Regions from separate parts of the Mus musculus genome. Here regions 1, 3 and 4 are each linked to region 2. A link is a contact called in public Hi-C and HiChIP or PLAC-seq data. All regions are on one chromosome and are shown on one strand. The core of a region is the stretch at or near the end of the contact, and the rest is flanking DNA. Distances in the headings are between cores, read along the strand shown. Region 1 has its middle 18 kb from the start of Gm36520. Region 2 holds the start of Cyp2u1 (cytochrome P450, family 2, subfamily u, polypeptide 1). Region 3 overlaps Papss1 (3'-phosphoadenosine 5'-phosphosulfate synthase 1). Region 4 overlaps Papss1 (3'-phosphoadenosine 5'-phosphosulfate synthase 1).

Evidence for each region. A called contact is a pair of places that touch in the nucleus more often than the background predicts. HiChIP or PLAC-seq counts read pairs in DNA pulled down with a chosen protein or histone mark.
Region 1: an H3K4me3 HiChIP or PLAC-seq map of intestinal villus epithelium shows a contact between it and region 2, with 5 read pairs. The contact joins the enhancer-like site here to the promoter of Cyp2u1 in region 2. A contact is called at or near these places in 5 of 39 promoter capture datasets (the 3T3-L1 cell line, embryonic stem cells, liver and 2 more), 2 of 115 datasets of contacts at active chromatin or transcription factors (embryonic hindbrain and intestinal villus epithelium) and 1 of 9 other capture datasets (liver).
Region 3: a contact with region 2 is called in an H3K4me3 HiChIP or PLAC-seq map of bone marrow-derived macrophages, with 3 times the contacts expected there. The contact joins the enhancer-like site here to the promoter of Cyp2u1 in region 2. A contact is called at or near these places in 1 of 39 promoter capture datasets (neural stem cells), 1 of 15 datasets of contacts at CTCF or cohesin (the NIH/3T3 cell line), 2 of 484 Hi-C or Micro-C datasets (nephron progenitors and primitive type A spermatogonia), 4 of 115 datasets of contacts at active chromatin or transcription factors (the NIH/3T3 cell line, bone marrow-derived macrophages, microglia and 1 more) and 2 of 9 other capture datasets (adipose tissue and liver).
Region 4: a contact with region 2 is called in a Hi-C map of muscle stem cells, with 2.4 times the contacts expected there. The contact joins the enhancer-like site here to the promoter of Cyp2u1 in region 2. A contact is called at or near these places in 4 of 39 promoter capture datasets (the SN4741 cell line, embryonic stem cells, hematopoietic stem and progenitor cells and 1 more), 2 of 484 Hi-C or Micro-C datasets (muscle stem cells and palatal mesenchyme), 7 of 115 datasets of contacts at active chromatin or transcription factors (the NIH/3T3 cell line, SST interneurons, bone marrow-derived macrophages and 4 more) and 3 of 9 other capture datasets (embryonic stem cells, liver and pancreatic islet).

The regions. Positions count from the first base shown.
Region 1 is chr3:130,831,953-130,834,775 of GRCm38.p6, forward strand. No RefSeq gene overlaps it. Among named protein-coding and RNA genes, the nearest start is that of Gm36520, 18 kb to the right of the region's middle. Within about 2 kb of position 1,374, at least 20 of the 459 cell types and tissues checked have an H3K27ac peak or open chromatin away from gene starts, as enhancers often do. A contact at or near this core is called in intestinal villus epithelium, where this site is marked.
Region 2 is chr3:131,301,802-131,304,501 of GRCm38.p6, forward strand. Cyp2u1 (cytochrome P450, family 2, subfamily u, polypeptide 1) reads right to left here and starts at 1,426. Exons shown (of 5, transcript NM_027816.3): 1 at 879-1,426. The coding sequence starts at 1,326.
Region 3 is chr3:131,641,683-131,644,481 of GRCm38.p6, forward strand. It overlaps Papss1 (3'-phosphoadenosine 5'-phosphosulfate synthase 1), which reads left to right. Exons shown (of 12, transcript NM_011863.2): 12 at 1,282-1,989. The coding sequence ends at 1,420. Among named protein-coding and RNA genes, the nearest start is that of Gm36917, 55 kb to the left of the region's middle. Within about 2 kb of position 1,444, at least 58 of the 459 cell types and tissues checked have an H3K27ac peak or open chromatin away from gene starts, as enhancers often do. A contact at or near this core is called in bone marrow-derived macrophages and microglia, where this site is marked.
Region 4 is chr3:131,594,210-131,597,034 of GRCm38.p6, forward strand. All of the region lies in intron 5 of Papss1 (3'-phosphoadenosine 5'-phosphosulfate synthase 1), which reads left to right. Among named protein-coding and RNA genes, the nearest start is that of Gm36917, 8.0 kb to the left of the region's middle. Within about 2 kb of position 1,477, at least 22 of the 459 cell types and tissues checked have an H3K27ac peak or open chromatin away from gene starts, as enhancers often do. A contact at or near this core is called in muscle stem cells, where this site is marked.

The DNA.
Region 1 (2,823 bases), core at 124-2,623, 470 kb before region 2:
TGAGCCATGGAGTAGTAGCTCACGGATGGCTGATCATGCATTGGTGGTCATGAATTACTTTTGCTTTGAGCAGATCAAGCTAGAAGCTGGGCAGGATCTGGTGAAATGGAAAAGATGACTCTTTCGTTAAGCAGTGATGAGCACTTAATTGTGTGTTATGACTTACTAAAAGCAAGTAAGCATTATTTGAAATAAACTCAGAGGATGAGTACAGGCAGTGTGTTCCAATGGGACACGTATTGTGTGGCAAGAGCGGAGATATTCCGCAACATAGACGCAAAGAGTTTGGCCAGATTAATGCTGATTTCTTTTATAACAAACAAACTGACTCTTAAAGATACTTTACATATATTTATATCATATATCAAATATATATATATGCATACACAACACACAAAGTACAGGATAAAGAGAATCTAAGCAAGAAGACTATACAGCACAATGCTTAATTATCCATAGGAATACACATATATTTTTATTACCTTATTAGGATTTCAGGGGCACTGGGGTGTAGAAGACAGAATAGATAGGACAGTGACTGGCAAAGAATCAGCTCGACTACATGGTTATAGCCACCTATTGTTTCTGACTAGCCTGACACATTAAAATTGATTGATTGATTGATTGATTGATTGATTGATTGAGACAGGGTCTCACTATGTAGATCTGGCTGTCCTAGAACTCACTCTGTAGACCAGGCTGGCCTCAAACTCACAGAGATCCATCTGCCTCTGCCTGATGAGTGCTGGGATTAGAGATGTGTACCACTACAGCCAGCTTCCTGCATTAAACGTCGACATATTTAACGTCTGATGACTTTGCCTCAGCTTGTTTGCTTCTGTTACTCGCTAGGTCCCATGGAGCTAAGTTTCCCTACCTCGATTCTCTCCTTGTGTTTAGAGTTCAGCCTGCTTAAGTTTAAATGGACAAGATGGTGTTATCTCTCTTCTTGTCCAGATTTGCAGTAAAGACTGTAATTCCTTTGGAATCCTATTGTCTCCTCCTGATAGCTGTAGTAAGTTGAGTGTCTGGAGACCATCTGAAGTTTCACAGTGGTGGCAGGACCACACTTGTCCTCTGCTGCTTCAGAAAAAAAAAATGTAATCCTACACGTGACACTCCAGTGTGCTTTGAGAAGCCACTCGAAGCAAGATAAAGCCATGTCCTCAGAGCAGGGGCAACTTCAGCAGATGGGAGGGGTGCGGTAAGATGAAGTCCTTTGGAACAACCTTCTAGCAGGAAGCACCAGCCAACCTTCATTGCCTCTCTCAGTGCGGACGTGTTTTTCAAGCAGGCTGCTCCGTGGACTTCTGACCTTTCCCCATTCTCTCCCCCAGTCACACCCTTCCACCCTGCAGCCACTGAACAAGAGCATGCGATCAATTCAGGTGCACAAACTGTTCATGCGACAGTGCGAGGAATCTCAAAGTACAGACACCATAGAGATTACGTGAGTTACAAGCACAAAGCCTCCTATTACTAAATTAGCTTGGCACAGGTTTAAAGAGTTTAATTTTGCTCAACAAACATTAAACAGTCCCTTCCTCAAGCTCCCCGTTTCCCTCCCCCAACTCCAAGCCTTTGTATTCACTATCCTGTCTTTATTCTTACAAAGATTTTTGTTGGTCTTTCACCAAAAGTCCATTTTCATTTCCTGGAATAACGAAAGCATATGCCATCCGGCAGACACATCAGCCCACTGAGCCTGAAAGCACCTCCTTTGTGTGGAAGACCTCCTAATCCCTGGCATTACCTTCTGGGGGCATCTTATTGGTTAGGCTGTGGCAGGCTTATGCGACTCTGCTGAACTTTGTCACAGTCTTGGTCACCTTGGTTCTCTACAGATCACACTGTTTTTCATGTCCCATAGTCCCCTGAAAAGCCTCAGTGTGTGTGTGCATTTCTTTTTTATTAGCAGATGGCCCTCCCCCTGAATGCGTCATTAACTGTAGCCCAGAGCTCTGTTCTGCCAAGCATGGCCCAACAACACCGGGTCTTGTAGACAGTGACCTCCTCCTCTCTGTTCCTCCCACCAGGAGGATCCTGCGTCCCCTGAGTCTTATGAGGAAGGAAGAGTTAAAAGAGCTTTGCTACAGAGTTCATAGGCGAGGGGCATAAAAATTGTCTAATTCTAAAACATGAAATTGAAGGTACAAGAGAAAGTGAATAAACATGCTGTAATTATGTCAGGGGTCTGTGGGATTATACATATGACGTTTCAAGTTTCCTTCTTATTCTTTTTCCCGTAAATGTTCACATGCATCGCTTTATAATTAGGAAAAGTACTGTTTATGAAGTGAGATTAAAGTCAATTCTAGATCACCCAGTAATGGCATGGTGGGGAGGGCAGGTCTGGGGGTTGCTTCCTAGCCTGCTGTTCCTTAGGATTTTCATTCTTCTTATTAGTGTACTTATATTTCCCTTTATTTAGTGTTCACTGAATATCTATATACTTCTAATTCCCAGGCTTTTGTAGGGTTGGACTGGGGGTATGACCCTGTACATAAACAACAACCATCATGACCAAGTTGAAAACTTAGCAACCAGAGTACCTTTGTATTAGTGAGTGTTGACCAGAGAAAAGAACCAATAGGAAGAGACAGACAGACAGACAGACAGACATGCAGACAGACAGACAGATATGATATGGGCATAGCTGATATAAAGATATAGATATGAAGGTATAAGTTTCACTCTGAGTATAATGACCTGAGAGTCAAGATTGGGCTAATGTATATCCTGTAAAGGGTTAAAAACTAGCAAATTCTAGAAACAGAGAAGGTAGATACCATGGCCCATGCAAAGAGCTAATCTGGCCCCTCT
Region 2 (2,700 bases), core at 176-2,675:
TCCAACTTCTGTTTTCTGCAGAGGCTGGAGTGGCCTTAGGAACAAGAACTAACTACCCTTGATATAGCAGTCAAGCTCTCCGTGCTCCAGCCCAGTGCTCACACCTGCCCTCCCCATTACAGGTGCCTCCAATTCCAGAGCTTTCTGAGGCCTTACATGGGGAGTTTCCAAGGCAAAATTAGAAATGGGGTGAGGGAGGGGATATCAAAGTATGAAGTCAGGGGGCCACTCTCCTGAACCGAAGCATATATATGCCACCCACAATGGATTCAGTCTTGTACTTCAGTGTCTGAAGACAGAACACAGGATTGACAGGTGGCTGGAGAATAGGAGATCGAGACCCTGTGTCTGCCGAGGGAGATATACACGGGCTCTGGGAACAGACTGGCTATCTTGAAATATTCTCTCAAAAAAATTAGTCACTTTCTCTTAAATTTAACCTCAGGCAAGTTCTTTAGTCACCCGCGGGGAGCAGCCACATTCTTTGCCAAAATATTAGAGGCTATGAACACATCCGGTTCACCAGTCTCCTAGCTTGGATTCTGGCCATTCCTAAGGGGGAAAAAAATATCTTCTTATACTTTTGCAACTGAATGATACTCGGTGAAATGAATCCCCCTCCCCCTTTTCCTAACACAGCCAATGTTTAGAAACGTTGAGATCAGACCTATGCGTGAGAAGGCCTCACTTGGGACAAAGGAAGGCTTCCGGGGTGGGTGGTCCTTATTTTACAGTTTGGTGCCCACACCTCCCTCACTTTCCAGTGTGTCTCCCACTTTAATCGCACACTAGAAAGCCACGCCTCCGTCCTCTATCCCCTATGCTGGTCATGACGCAGGTCCTGCCGCCTGGGGATCCTGAGCCCGCGGCGCGCTCACCCTTCTCCTTGGTCATGATGGAGATGAGCGGCATCCGCGGGCGGTCACTGAACACTTCAGCCTGCTGCACTAGCGCCTCGCGCACGCTGTGGAAGTCGCTGAGGACCACCACCAGACGGTGGCCGATGAAGAAGCTGAAGATGTTGCCATAGACACGGGCCATCCTGGCCAGGTACACATGCTGGCCCACCGTGTCCGTCTGGCTGCCCGAGCCCAGCCAGAACTGCGGTCGTAGAAAGCGCGGCACCAGCAAGTGCCCGAAGTTACCCACGAGTGGCCGAGGCTTGGGCCCCGGAGGGATGCCGCAGGCGCGTTGCCGCCGCAGCCAAACCCAGCCTAGCAGCACCGCCAGCAGGCAAAGTAGCAGCGCGCCTCCTGTCGCCCGCACGTGCAGTCTAGCTCCCGGCTGCTCCCCTGCCGCGGGACGCTGGTCCCCGAGCGAGGACATGTCCCAGGTACCGCCTGCATCTAGCTCCGCTGCAGACGCGCCGGCACCGCGACAGTAGCCGGCTACATGACTCAAGGTCAACCGCGAGGCAGGGCAAGGCACGCCCTTCCGATTGGCTGCGCCGCGTGCCCCTCTCGGGATCCTCCAGTCAGCTGCTCCTGCATAAGGTGGGGGCGGGACGTCCTACGGGACGGCTGGTGGTGACGAGTGGTCTCTCGCAGCACAGCTGAGCTGTCCTGAGTGGGGTTTTGTTTGTTTGTTTGTTTGTTTGTTTGTTTGTTTTGCCAGTTTAGTGCACTAGCAGCAGCAGGCTCCTCCAGGGGGTGTGAGCTTTCTGTGGGTTTCTGCATATGGCCTGACTATATCAAAACACTCAGAGAACCCGGGCTGGGTGACTGCTTTATTAATTAGCCTTAGACAAGACCTGAAATGCTGAGCTAGTATCCAACAATGTGATGTGTGGATATTCCAACATCTGGGGATGGCTCCAGAGTGCTTTACCTTCCTGTCATTTACAGGCCAGATGTTGTGGTTTCTCTCGGTTAGACTCTCCCTAGAATTGTCGATGCCCCCCCCCCTTTTTTTTCTATTTTAATTTTTCTATTCTTATTTCTATTTTCTACTTTTATTTGAATCTTGATAGCCTAGAACTCCTTATGTAGACCAGTTTGGCTACCAATTCAGAGATCCACCTACATCTGCCTCCAGAATTCACATATTAAAGACATATACTACCATGCTGGGGGAGGGGGTCAAATTCTAGCCCATGCTTGTGGTAGGGAAGTGCTTCACCTGTGATCCACGTTTGGTTCCTGTGTTAGATCACTCCCTCCCAACAAACACACGCACACACCACACAGAATTTGAACACTATGGTGCGTTATAAATATGACCAAAGCTTGAAGGGTGGTGACTTCTTTTCCTATTATGTGGGTTTTTAAAAAATATCTACTGTTCTCTACTGCTTTTGCCGTAGTTAGTAAAGTACACAAATACATTCTTCCTTCTCCCCTCCACAAACTACAAAAGCCCCTGTCACATTTCCAGTAATTAACCCTTATCAGATTCCTTTTCTTGTGTGACTTTAAACAAGATTTCCGAGTATAAGACATTAAGATGTTCATTATTATCTTGTTACTGTCTTGCAACTGGCCGCTCCTGTAACTCACAGTCCAGCCTTAATTGGAAGCCCCCTGTTTACGCTTCCACTGTTGGGTGCGATCACAGGAGTACTGTACTCTCCCCAGAGCACACATACACTTTCCAGCTGCTTGTTGGCAGATGCAGTCTCCAATACGGCATTTCCTTCTCTTTATGCCATTCTCTAACCCACTACTATCGGGTGAGCTCAATTCACAAATTATCTTAAGCTGT
Region 3 (2,799 bases), core at 194-2,693, 340 kb after region 2:
CATCTAACTCCTGTCATCTCCCAAAAGCCCCACTCCCCACTTCTGTCTCACTGGGAATCAGGCCTTCAGTGTGAACTTGGGGGACACAAACCTTCAGTCTGTAGAACCACTCTTCACAATATGTAATATCCTTTATTTGTAACTTCATTATAACTGCTAATTACATCTTAGATATTTTATTCGATGCCTGTGGTAATATTCTAATCGGAGCAGGCACTAGATGACTTAAGAGGTGGTAATGAAAGAGACCTGGAGCTCTCTCTGGACCTAACCAGCTTTCTAAGTTGGTTCCATGTTTGACGGAAGCAGGTAAATTATAGGTGAGCAGCACGTGCTGTAACTGTAGATGCTCCGTGTTTATGGCCTAAAAGGCTTTCATGTGTTTTAAAAGACAAGGATGTCTATTTTCCCTTTGGTACCTCATCGAAGGGACAGTGTTGGTTGTTACCGTGTGTGTTGCGCCGTATCCCAGAGGCATTCAGACTTTCAGATTATAGCTTTCTAAAATGTTACCTCTGCACTAGGCAGATTCCACCTTGTGTTTCTTAAGAATAGATAGTAAATGAATCCAGGGCTGGAGAGATGGCTCAGTGGTTCTGAGCACTGGCTGCTCTTCCAGAGGGCCTGAGTTTGTTCCCATCAGCCATAGCAACCACCTGCAGCTCTGATTCTCGGGCTGCAGTGTTATCTTCAGGCCTTGGCAGGCACAGTGTGTATGTGGTGCATGCAGATGTACTCAGGTGCTCACACTGTACATTAAATACATAAATCTTAGAAGAAATGCTAATTCTAATTTAGCATTCCCAGGGGCGAGGGAAGAGGTGAGCAAGACAGGAAGATAGGGTGTGACCAGGAAAGGGCACCAGAGGTTCCCAGCAGGCTTGGGACCTGCCCTGTGACTGTGCAGTGGCAATTCTCTGAACCTAAGAGAAAAGAAGAGAGAAGGGCAGCCAGGTAGGCCTGAGAGTCATGGCTGCTCCTTTCCGTCCATTTCCTCTCTGTGACAAATAGTGCGCCCGCCATGCTGCGCAGGATGTCCCTGCTGGGAAGGATGTTGTAAAACATTAATTGATCTCAATAATTTCAGTTTCTGTTTGTCCGTTTTTCCTAGCTCTAAAGCTGAAGAATTGTGCGGTGGTTTAGCTCAGTGACACATTAGACCTAAGCGATGCTTTTTCTCACTGGTCTAGTCACCCAACATGAACTGAAGGGACAAATTCCCCTTGTGGTTTCCTGTTAGCTTTGTAAAATAGTGAAGTAACTGGCCTTTTTCTCTTTCAGCCACGAAGACTTCGAGTTTATTTCAGGAACGAGGATGCGCAAGCTGGCACGCGAAGGCCAGAAACCTCCAGAGGGCTTCATGGCCCCCAAGGCCTGGACTGTGCTGGTAGAGTACTACAAGTCCTTAGAGAAAGCCTAACTGCTGAGCTGGGCACTCTGCCTGGGACGCATGGCTGAGTAACAGAGGGGACCACGCAGCCACCGACAGCCCTTCTCTGCGGTTGTCTGACTGGACACACTTCCTGAAATCAGGCCGTTTCCCTCCGCGTGCATTGGTTTTGGTCTGTCTTTCAGTTCTGTTTCAAACTAGTGTAACACCACGCTGGCTCTAATGTATCTTTTCCACTTATTGTTAATATTCTTATAATACGATTTTAAAAATCTCGCCTTTTTATATTGTATTTATGCTTCTGTCTTACAATTTTTCCAAGCTGATTTATTAGTTATAACCAGTAATACACACATCATCTAGCTTTTCATTCTTTAAGTAAGGGGGAAAAAATCACTAAACAATAAAGTTGGCTAGACCTTGTTTGGGGAATTTTACAAATTTTATAAACTATCTGTAGCAATTAGGGTTTTTATTTTACATTAAAAATGTAAACTGCTCCCCCTCTCCCTTGCAGCCCTACGTGTTGAGGTTCTCTTGCAATCTGTGTTAAGTACTGAATGAATGCCTTGATTCAATAAAATTAATTTTTTGACTTATTTATGGTTTGTGTGCATATGCCCCCTTGGTTGTGAAAAAATTTCAATGCGAAGAATTCCTGGCAGAGGTGGATTATGAAAGCATCTTTAACTTCTGGGTCTGGTACCCAGCTCCCAGTACCTTGATGTTTGCTGAAGTTCTGTGTAGCAAGAACCTGTGCTCCATAATTACAAGTGAGAAAATTAAGAAGGGATCCCCAGTCCATCTGAAATCTCAGTTCTGCAACATACCTCTCCAATATTCTCAAACACCAAGATCGGGATGGTAAGGGAGAGTCACTGCTTTGAAAGCTGTCGCCTCCGTGGAAGTCGAGAAGGCTGCTCCTGCTTTCCCTGTTCCATCCCCATGGACGGATGTGTGCTCCTGTGCTTTGTTTGTTTTGATCATTCAGGCTGTGGTTGGGAGGCAGACTAGGACAGGGAAACTGCTGGGAGCATGAAAGGAGGAGCCCTTCACCCCGGAATCTGACTGAAGCCTCTTGCCGGCAAGAGAAGCAAGAATCCCAGCACGGGGAGAACTACTGAACCCCTGCCCCTTTCGCCTCAAACCTAGAGTTTTCTAGGAATTCCACCAGGAAACTGGTTTATTGGTAAAGGACTTGTACCAGAACCCTTGCACAAACCTACTGGCTTCTGGTTTTATCTCATTAGATTATAACACTGTCAAAGACACCTTCAGAGCCACCCTTTAATCTCACTAATCAAAGAAAAAAACTGAGGGGGGTTCAGTAGCCTTTTGAGGTGTATTTTGAGAGCCACCAAAATGGCCCCTCTGGTTTGTGCTAAGCTAATTAACAGTGGCTGTCCCTT
Region 4 (2,825 bases), core at 227-2,726, 290 kb after region 2:
ATAAGAGAGACATGGTGTTTCTGATAGCTAGGTGAGTCTGTGGAAATCCTAAGGAATCCTAAATAAAACAGTCAATTCATGTGGCAGGGACTCCACGTTCTGTCCCTTAGGTAGCCAGTCTCACTTCGAGCGAGTATCAGTCCTTTTGGGTGTTTAGTGCTGGTTTTAGAGACAGAGGTTTGGATTAGAATGTGGTAGAAACTGGCTGTGTCTGCATTTAAAATAAAAAAAAAAAAATATGTGTATGGGTGTTTTGTCTGCAACTCTGTCTGTGCACCATGTGTGTGCCTCGTGCCTGCAGAGACCAGAAGGCGGCATCGGATCCCCTGAAACTGCAGCTACAGATGGCTGTGACCCGCCATGTGGATGCTGCGGATTGAATCCAGATCCTGTGGAAGAGCAGCCAGGGCTCTGAGCCGCCGAGCCGGCTCTCCAGCCCTGTGTCTGCACTTTTAAGGTTCACTTTGTACTTCTGTTAAGTAGTTGCCTCGGCTCTACACAGACTTTGTAGGGCTCGCCTCCACGGAGCAGGTGCTTGGTGCTCCCCTGGAGTGCTCCCCAGTGCTCAGGAGCAGGTGCTTGGTGCTCCCCTGGAGTGCTCCCCAGTGCTCAGGAGCAGGTGCTTGGTGCTCCCCTGGAGTGCTCCCCAGTGCTCAGGAGCAGGTGTTTGGTGCTCCCCTGGAGTGCTCCCCCTTGCTCATGGTGTTTGTATTCATTCCAGAAGCATTTGCTTCATCTTTTCAGAAGAAAACGGAAGCAAACTCTTTTTTGTTTTTAAAGATTTATTTATTATTATACATAAGGACACTGTCGCTGACTTCATACGCACCAGCAGAGGGCGTCAGATCTCATTACAGACGGTTGTGAGCCACCACGTGGTTGCTGGGATTTGAACTCAGGACCTTTAGAAGAGTAGTCAGTGCTCTTACCCACCGAGCCATCTCTCCAGCAGAAGCAAACTCTTGATCTTATATTTAGCATTGGTTCTCCTCCAGAAGAAATGTATATATACCACATTGTAAGGCTAAAATCCATTTAAAATATCGTTAGATATGAACCTGCAAAGGGAAGAATTTTGTTGAATGCATGTGATGAAAAATTACTTCGGTCGAAAAATAAAAATATTTTCCGGCGGCTTGATTTTGAAAACATAACTATCGCCTCCATGTTGACATTTGAAGGCACATATGACTAAACTCGCGTATGTATGTATGAAGCACAGTGCTTGCGACTGAATTCCTTTCTGAGATCGTTTGGAGTCACTGGTGTTATCTCTGCCTCTCCCTAGTCACCTTGGAGACACGCAGCTTTCTCCACAGATCATTTGTGTGTCTGTGGGCTGATGTGGTCTGGTCGAAGGAGCCTTTTAGTTGTAGCAACACTGGCTCCTTTGCAAGATCTTGCTGTGCTCAGGCAAGCAGAGTCAGGTGACCCTCCGTTGTGTTTCTGAAGAGACAGGGCTTGCCCCTATTTGAGGAAAGAGTACTACTCCAACAGCTTCAGCCATGGGCTTGGAACATCGCAGTGGGCCGGCCCTACTGCCGTGAGTCATTGGTTTTTGGGAGCTGCATCTTGGCAGAGGAAACCAGCTAGAAATTAGAATACTTATTAGATACGCATTGTATCAGATGGAGTTGGAAGGACGCTTACTAAGTGCCTCTCTTCTGACCTCTCTAGATTGTTGACAGCTATCCACCAATAAATGTGGGAGAAGGGAGAGTTTCAGTAACCCCCCGCCCCAGGTGCCCTCCCCAACCCTTCCACCGTGTAATACAGCAAAGAAATGGCAAAACAAGCAACTGGAGAGTGGCTCTTCCCAGGGTGGGGCTGAGACTGGCTTTGTGGACACCCCACGGCATTTCTTCCCACACCGTATACTCTGATCTTCCAAGTGCCAAGAGCTCCAAGGCCATGGCAGAGGAGGGAGGCTCTCTGTACGCGCACTGTAAGAGGGCTTGAAGAAGTAGGTTTACAGCTGTTCATATCTCATCAAGAGAACTTTTCCAGGCCAAACGGAAGTGCTGACAAGCTTTTTTGTGAAGAACATTATCAGTGCGCTGAAAGATTTTACATAAACTAGAAACCCTTAGACTTATTAATGCTTAACAGAATTTATTTTTGAAAATAAATTATAACAAGGCATTTGGTAAAGTTTCATAGCTTAGTTTTTAATGGGGGAAATCTAAAGGATAATTTTGGAGTTGGAGTTCCAACTCTAACACCTATCAATTGATTTTTTTTTTTTTTTGGCCTTGGAGAAATGACTTTATTTCTGGCATCATTTTTAAATTAGTCATTAGAAATAGTACCTGCTTTGGAGGTTACTGTGAATTCTGTGAGCGAATGGACTGACGTGAGGAGCTAAAGCCAGACCCTAGCATGTACAGACACAGGGAGTATCGCCATCACCATCTCATTTATTACCGGTGTGCTAAGTGCGCTGGAAGGCGTACAGTGTGCATTTGCTAATGTCTCCAGCCTTAGAGCCCTCATTTGTAGAGGGGCAGACAGTGATGGCTTCTCACGCCTTGATAGGCAGGTCTCAGGACAAATGAACAAGTCTATGGGAAGCCTTTAGGGCAGTATGTATCCCTGTAAAGGCTAGCGTCTCAGTTCAGACACCATGCCACCTCGTTCTCACAACAGCCCTAGAGAGCGTGTGTCTGATCTTTTTTAAGTGGTTGGGGAATAGAGGCACCGTGTGGTGAGGAAGCCCGCTCCAGGCTGTGGATTTAGAATTGGGGCACAGATCGCAGATTCTTAGGTAAAGAATGTTCATATCTTCTTTTCTTCTGTCACTACAGTAGCAGTAAGAACATAGGAAT